Linked DNA regions of Hordeum vulgare: region 1 is linked to region 2. A link is a contact called in public Hi-C data. All regions are on one chromosome and are shown on one strand. The core of a region is the stretch at or near the end of the contact, and the rest is flanking DNA. Distances in the headings are between cores, read along the strand shown. Region 1 holds the start of LOC123448077 (methylesterase 17-like). Region 2 has its middle 190 kb from the start of LOC123448079.

Region 1 (4,065 bases), core at 1,195-3,694, 190 kb after region 2:
CTCACCGATCTTGTATGTCTCCCAGTCTCCTGCCCAGCGCCATCCAATCTCAACCCGATGGCGGCGGTGCGGGCCTCTGGACCGCCATGGTCGGTCAAGTCCTGGGGCTTCTCATTTCTCCAGCGACGGGGTGTACGGGTGCGGACACAGACACGGGACACCAATCTTGGATCAAAGGAGGAGTCGAACTGCGGCATAGCTGTTGTCGGGAAGAAGCCTTGAAGGCAGGTGCATGCAGACGTCTTCACCATGGAAGACGGGTGCACGGGAGGGGGAGGGGACGGCGAGCAAAAGATTTGGTTGCCTGAGTGCAGGCAGTGGTCAGCGGCGGTGACGAAGACCATGTGGGGGCGCGGCGGACATATGGATTGAAGGGAGAGAAAGGGGAGGGGCGGAAGACGCAAGTGCTAGAGGTGCCCTTGCGGCGGATGGTTTGGGAGAGGGGAGGGGAGATCGTGGCTTGGTGGTGGTCACGGTGAATCGGGAGCGAGGGACATGCGAGAGGATCGTGGCTGTTTCTTGACGAAGACCATGTGGGGGCGCGGCGGACATATGGATTGAAGGGAGAGAAAGGGGAGGGGCGGAAGACGCAAGTGCTAGAGGTGCCCTTGCGGCGGATGGTTTGGGAGAGGGGAGGGGAGATCGTGGCTTGGTGGGTGAATCGGGAGCGAGGGACATGCGAGAGGATCGTGGCTGTTTCTTTTTCTTTTTTACCGTGTGGAAGAAGTGCGAGACGTGAGGGAAGGGAGATCGAACGAAGCGAGGTGAGATTTTTTTGCTGTATCGATCTCGTATGGGGGAGGAAGGAGGTCGAACCATCACGACGACTGCACATCCCTCTTTAATAATAGAGATGATAAGGAAACAAATAAACCGTTATTTCTTATGTAACTTTAGAAGATCTTGATTGGATGTTTCGAATAACTGAACAAGGAGAAACTATTTTTGGCTTACTTTCATGTGGTTTCGTAGCGTAGCACGGGCATTTTATTAGTACCTACTAATAAAGCAAGGTAATATTTTTGATTTCGTCCCGCGTCTGATCTTATATTACGTGAAATATATGAGGTGGTACTAATTCGTACAACCAAGTTTCATTAAAAAAAGTGAGGAGGATTCGGACTCGCAACCTTTAGGTTAGTACAGACTGTCATGGCCAACTGAGCTATGGCAAAGGTGATACCAATATTAAAAATTGTCCCACACACAATATACATCTTATATACGCAACTTATATACATATACAATATACGCAACTTATATACGTCTTTCGGTTCCCACGTTATCAGGAAGAGGTCTTGGGGATTATGACAGAGAAGAGAAACGTGGAAGGAATAAAGGCTTAAGGAAGGAAAAGAGAAACGTGGAAGCCATAAAGGCTAAGGAAGGAAAGAGTGGCAACTTAACATTCTACGTATATGGGCTGCTATTAAACCCATGAGGCCAGAAAATCTAACAGAGATGAAAGACCTTTTCCGTAAATTCTTAGCCCGAGGTGTCCGATCGGTAAGAAAGAGTCAAACCACGCGTGAAGTCGGCATGCATGTACGTGGAACAAGATAAAACAGGACTAGAAATCCACCCAGGAAATAATAAAAGGACAAAACACGTGAAGTGCAAATCCTGAGTGATTCAAGTTATGCAATTCTAGCTCGTTCAAAAAAAAAAAGTTATGCAATTCTAGTGCCGCGTACATAGACATACCGTACGTGACAAATGGCGTGCATACACATAGCCTATACATGTTGGACTTGGTCTTACCTGTCTCCATCGACCGGCTCGCACCGAGTCAACTTTTCCCCGAGGACGTGATGTGCTGTGGACAACTATTTTCCTATCTTTTTTCCCGAGATTTATGCATGGGCAGGTGCAGTAAAAGAGCGAAACGCTGAGCTGGTCGTTGAATGCATGCGATTTGGTCGTTTGAAGAGTAAGAGCATCTCCGAATCTAAAAAACTGGTGTCTTGAAGGGTCGAAAACTTCAACCGACGATAAAAAAGATGTATCTTTCCAACCATACCCCCATCTCAATCAAAAATTTATGAAGGTAATGAAAAAGTGGACCTAAAAAAGGACACATGAAAAGACGTGGATTGCGACGCCCCCAAAAGCCCGAAGCGCGTCGGGTTCTGCCCGGGTACGCAGGCGCTATTTTGACGTCCTGGGGACGCTGAGGGCATGGCCGGGCCGTTTTTCGGTCAAAAAACGCCCCCAAGCCTAACACCGAGCCTAAAAAGGTGTCCTTAGGGGCATCCTGGGAGCTGAAGTTGCTCTAAGCAAACATGAGTAGACCGATCTATGTTTCCATCCTGCCCAAGTATCTGAATAGACTGATCATCGCCTCGTGGCACCTCGTCCCTCTGGCCAACGTCTTAAGTTTGATTCCCGGCATCTACTTTGAAGACATCGAAATCAAAACTGCCTGGCCTCGCCTATATAAGTTTTAAGCAGCTCATCACTAACGGGCACGCAATCGCAGATACCCCCAGATAGATAGGCAGGCGCACAAACAATCGTAGTGGTACAAGTTATTGACGAGATGGACGCTGGCGGCGATGCTACCAAGGGCAAGGAGCACCTTGTCCTAGTGCACGGTGCCGGCCACGGCGCCTGGTGCTGGTTCAGGCTCCTGGCCCTGCTCCGGGGCTCCGGCCACCGCGTCTCCTGTGTTGACCTTGCCGGGGCAGCAGGCAGCCGCGTCGACCCCGACTCTGTCCGGTCGTTCGACGAGTACACCGGGCCGCTCGTCGACCTCCTGTCCGCGCTGCCGGAGGGCGAAAAGGTGACGACAGTAACCGTGTACCCACACGCCCACACCCCTGCTTGCAATTGGATGCTTGCATGCATGGACTAGTTTTTTTTTTTTTTGGTTACTGCACTACTCTTTCAGTCTCAGGATAACAAAATATAGCTCTAAACTAAATTCTTTTACTGCATATTTTTGGGAATCATGATAGATGAAAAAAATGTGGTTTTGTGGGATAAAAGTGTATAACATACTGAGAATCAAAGAAAATTACTCATAATAACAAGGAAATCTCGTGTTACTGATTGATACTAGCACAACAACAAACTAACGGCGGCATATTTCCTTCAGGTGATTTTGGTTGGGCATAGCGCAGGAGGGCTAAGTGTGACCCATGCAATGCATTTATTCAGCGACAGGATTAAGCAGGCAATCTTCATAGCAGCAACCATGCTCCCATTTGGCTACCAAACGGAACAAGACATCAAAGATGTGACTGCTTGAACTCTCTTATCATACGCTCAATTAAACTCTTATTATGTCCGGTCACAATAGCAGCTACCATTAGTTCTTGCTTTTAAAGACTTTCAGCTGAAATTTAACAGGGCGTACCTGATTTATCCGAGCTTGGGGACGTGTATGACCTAGCATTTGGTCTTGGAATAGACCACCCGCCAACGAGTGTAGCACTGCGGCCAGAGTTCCAGCGCATGATCCTGTCCCAGCAAAGCCCCCAAGAGGTTGGTTAATGGAATTGCAGCGCTGAATCATCTGCCGATGTGTTATATGCCATGGTCGCGGAGCTGTAACTGTAAGATGTTTGTTCAGGACTCTGCGCTTGCCTCCATCCTACTCCGTCCATGGCCTGCCGCCTTGAGCGCAGCCAGGTTTGGGAGAGGCGGTGGGGACAGCAGCGCGATCGACCAGGTGCGGCGCGTGTACATAACGACGGCAAAGGATTCCATGGTGAAGCCGGAGCAGCAGGAGGCCATGATTCGCCGGTGGCCACCGAGCAAGGTTGTGGCCATGGACACCGACCACAGCCCCTTCTTCTCCGCTCCGGAGCGTCTCTTTCAACTCATCATCAAGTTACTGTGACCACTTGTACATCATGCATACACGGTCTGGGTGACGCCTAGCTGCTCCTGCTATTGTATTCTCCAGTCTCCACTTCTCCAGTCTTCACTGTGTGATGTTACTTACTCCCTCCGTTCCTAAATATAAGTCTTTTAAGAGATTTCACTACAAACTACATACGGAGCAAAATGAATGAATCTACACTCTAAAGTATGTCTATGTTCATCGGTATGTAATCTATA
Region 2 (4,062 bases), core at 1,102-3,601:
AGAAAACAGACACTAAACTGAAATGAAAATCACTCCCAATTCCTATTTGACTTATAAGTCACATCAGCCTAAGTTGGCATATCCCACATTTGGACAATTTCCAAATAGGGCAAATTTTCTACAGCACTCAGAAACAACATAAAAATAAATGGAGAGGGGTCCCACTAGTAGTGAGCCAGGCCCCTAAGAGAATGACAGATGGGGCCATGGGCCCACTGTCACGGTCTCACTCACATGCAACACTTTCAGGTTGACACTTCCACCAAAGAATGCCTAGAAAACATACTACAAAATTCACAAAATGCCACATCATCAAAAAATATCAGTTTTGCAAACTTGTTCAAAAGACAAAATCAATGCCGCCATTGGATTCCTTGGGTAATTCTACCCAAACACCATATATCATACTCATATATTCCTATGGAGAAAACAGACACAAAACTGAAATGAAAATCACTCCCAATCCTTATTTGACTTAGAGCAAGCACAATAAGGTACAGTCAGCAGACAGTAAGGATTAACATACTATATTTTTATTGAGTTGGATGAGAGAGAAGAGGAGAGAGAAGGGAAGCGGACTCTTCGTGAAGAGCTAGCTCTAGCACGTGCTCCTAGGTGCTTTGTGAGGATGAAAGGTGCGCCTATATAATAAAAGTAGTACTCTTTTATAGCTAACTATTGTACAAGCTAGTTATAAGATGGCCTATAAGATGACTTATAGCCAGCAGTTGGCTATACTATTACACCATGCTCTTATAAGTCACATCTGCCTAAGTTAGCATATGCCATATAGGGCAGAGTCCACATTTGGACAATTTCCAAATAGGGCAAGTTTTCTACAGCACTCAGAAACAACATTAAAAATAAATGGAGAGGGGCCCCGCTGGTAGTGAGCCAGGCCCCTAAGAGAATGACATATGGGGCCAAGGGCCCACTGTCACGGTCTCACTCACAGAATGCAAAAATGGGGTGTTCATCTGCCTAAGTTGGCATATGCCATATAGGGCAGAGTCCACATTTGGACAATTTCTAAATAGGGCAAATTTTCTACAGCACTCAGAAACAACATTAAAAATAAATGGAGAGGGGTACAGCTGGCAGTGAGCCAGGCCCCTAAGAGAATGACAGATGGGGCCAAGGGCCCACTGTCACGGTCTCACTCACATAATGCAAAAATGGGGTGTTCTACAGCGCGCCCGAGGAATCGAACCGACGCAAGGGCCCACTGTCACGGTCTCACTCACATAATGCAAAAATGGGGCGTTCATCTGCCTAAGTTGGCATATGCCATATAGGGGAGAGTCCACATTTGGACAATTTCTAAATAGGGCAAATTTTCTACAGCACTCAGAAACAACATTAAAAATAAATGGAGAGGGGTACAGCTGGCAGTGAGCCAGGCCCCTAAGAGAATGACAGATGGGACCAAGGGCCCACTGTCACGGTCTCACTCACATAATGCAAAAATGAGGTGTTCTACAGCGCGCCCGAGGAATCGAACCGACGCAAGGGCCCACTGTCACGGTCTCACTCACATAATGCAAAAATGGGGCGTTCATCTGCCTAAGTTGGCATATGCCATATAGGGCAGAGTCCACATTTGGACAATTTCTAAATAGGGCAAATTTTCTACAGCACTCAGAAACAACATTAAAAATAAATGGAGAGGGGTACAGCTGGCAGTGAGCCAGGCCCCTAAGAGAATGACAGATGGGACCAAGGGCCCAGTGTCACGGTCTCACTCACATAATGCAAAAATGAAGTGTTCTACAGCGCGCCCGAGGAATCGAACCGACGCAAGGGCCCACTGTCACGGTCTCACTCACATAATGCAAAAATGGGGTGTTCATCTGCCTAAGTTAGCATATGCCATATAGGGCAGAGTCCACATTTGGACAATTTCTAAATAGGGCAAATTTTCTACAGCACTCAGAAACAACATTAAAAATAAATGGAGAGGGGTACAGCTGGCAGTGAGCCAGGCCCCTAAGAGAATGACAGATGGGACCAAGGGCCCACTGTCACGGTCTCACTCACATAATGCAAAAATGGGGTGTTCTACAGCGCGCCCGAGGAATCGAACCGACGCAAGGGCCCACTGTCACGGTGTCACTCACATAATGCAAAAATGGGGCGTTCATTTGCCTAAGTTGGCATATGCCATATAGGGCAGAGTCCACATTTGGACAATTTCTAAATAGGGCAAATTTTCTACAGCACTCAGAAACAACATTAAAAATAAATGGAGAGGGGTACAGCTGGCAGTGAGCCAAGCCCCTAAGAGGATGACAGATGGGGCCAAGGGCCCACTGTCACGGTCTCACTCACATAAGGGTGTTCTACAGATCCGAGGAATCGAACCGACTACCTCATGGTAGAGGCGCGGGCGGTCAAGTGGTCAACCACTGGGTTATGCCACGGTTGCTGACCACAGGGGCGTCTCGACTTATATTACCCTAGAGCGATGCGGGGCCGACCCGTCTTCTTCCCTGCAAGACTGCAACAGACAAGGCGACACGTCGTCAGCGAGCGGTGCGGCGAAGGCGGTGGCTGAGGCTTACCGGAGAGGCTTCGGGAACCCTAGGGGTCCCGTTCCCGGGGCTGCTCGACTCTACAGCAAGGAAGGGGCGTCGGAGCTCGAGCACGAGCAGAGGCTCGCTCGTCTCGGCTATGGCAGCAAGCCAGCAGGTGCTGCGAGCACGCGGCGAGGCGAGGCGAGGCGGGCGAGCTACGGGGCGCTGGCATGCTGGCATGGCTAGCTGCGCTGTCTGGCTACCGCACGAGCTTCTACGCGGACAAAGCGCAAACAAATCGCACCTTGGTGCAGAGCACCAAGTGCGCGGTCTTGGCACGGGCACGACGTGCTATACACCTAGCAATCTACGTCCGGAAAGCTCAAGGGTGACGCGTGGCTCACCTAGGGATCGATGGGCAAGAAGAAGCGGCTGGAGGCGCGTCGCAGACGCTGCTCAGGACAGCGGAGCGTGCCGGTGTTTCGGGTCCGCGACGAACAGGAAGAAGAGCTCGGGGCGGCGAAGATCTACAACCTCGGTGTCCTCCTTGGCTTCGTAGAAGAAGAGGAGCACCAGGGGCTTCCTTCCCGTGCACCAAACGAGCGGGACCGCGACGGAGATGTCAACCCCAGGCACGAGCTGCTGCTCGGCCGGAGCACGACGGACGCGGCGATAGCATGGCACTTGGGGGGGCTTACCTGCGGCGGCGAGGCAGGGTGGAGGGCGGAACGGAGAGAGGGGAGATTCTAGGGCATCAGGGGCATGTATTGTAGGGGCCGCGGGCGCCGGACGGCCATCAAATCGACCGGCTGCCGACGTGGAGCTGCTGGATGCGCAGCCGTATAGAGGTGCACGATGCCTGTGTGGCTGCGGGGCTGGCGAGGCTGCTCGCTAGCTGCTGCTCCACTGCTGGGCCAGGAGAGGGAGGAGTCCTAGGAGCAGCCTCTCTCTCTCTCTTTCACACAAACTAATAACAGTGCACGTGCGTTGCACGTCTTCACAAACATAAAGTTCAAGTAAGTATAAAATTTGAAATCATATTATACTATGACCACCTTATTATCTCTAAAGAAAAGAGGGAAGGGGGAATACAAACCTATCAAAGTGAAGAACACATTTTTACGATCAAACATATTTTTCGAGTGCACAATGATGGATTAAGATGGTAGTTTTCATATATGAGCAACATAAAAGCAGAGTTGTATTTTGAGAGATCTGAATTATTCAGACATGTCTTACTGCAATAGATTCAGAGTTAAGCCTAAATAATAGTGCCCTGTTTTTCTAAAGAAGATTGTGTTTTGCATATGTTCAACATGAAAGCAGAGTTCCATATTATGAGGTTTAGATTGTTCACATACGTCTTAGCGCAGTACCTTCAGACATAAGCATGAACAAGGATGGTTTGTTTTTTCGAAGAAGGTACTGTTGGTATATGAGCAACATAAAAGCATATATATGCTTTCAGAGATACACATTGTTCATGCATATGCTTGGCCAAAGTCAGAGTGATGCATACATCGAAAATTAAAGAGTTCTTCGAAAGGTA

What was found. A called contact is a pair of places that touch in the nucleus more often than the background predicts.
Region 1: a Hi-C map of leaf shows a contact between it and region 2, with 2.6 times the contacts expected there. The contact joins the promoter of LOC123448077 here to the enhancer-like site in region 2. A contact is called at or near these places in 3 of 6 Hi-C or Micro-C datasets (leaf and seedling) and 1 of 1 datasets of contacts at active chromatin or transcription factors (embryo).

Annotation. Positions count from the first base shown.
Region 1 is chr4H:117,216,761-117,220,825 of MorexV3_pseudomolecules_assembly, forward strand. LOC123448077 (methylesterase 17-like) reads left to right here and starts at 2,445. Exons shown (of 4, transcript XM_045124848.1): 1 at 2,445-2,782; 2 at 3,098-3,238; 3 at 3,352-3,486; 4 at 3,575-3,916. The coding sequence starts at 2,540. The coding sequence ends at 3,844. LOC123448079 (a long non-coding RNA gene) reads right to left here and starts at 2,397. Exons shown (of 3, transcript XR_006631605.1): 1 at 1-2,397. LOC123448078 (methylesterase 17-like) reads left to right here and starts at 4,011. Exons shown (of 4, transcript XM_045124849.1): 1 at 4,011-4,065. LOC123448080 (a long non-coding RNA gene) reads right to left here. Exons shown (of 3, transcript XR_006631606.1): 3 at 3,877-3,960.
Region 2 is chr4H:117,027,255-117,031,316 of MorexV3_pseudomolecules_assembly, forward strand. No RefSeq gene overlaps it. Among protein-coding and RNA genes, the nearest start is that of LOC123448079, 190 kb to the right of the region's middle. Within about 2 kb of position 2,352, at least 3 of the 3 cell types and tissues checked have open chromatin away from gene starts, as enhancers often do. A contact at or near this core is called in leaf and seedling, where this site is marked.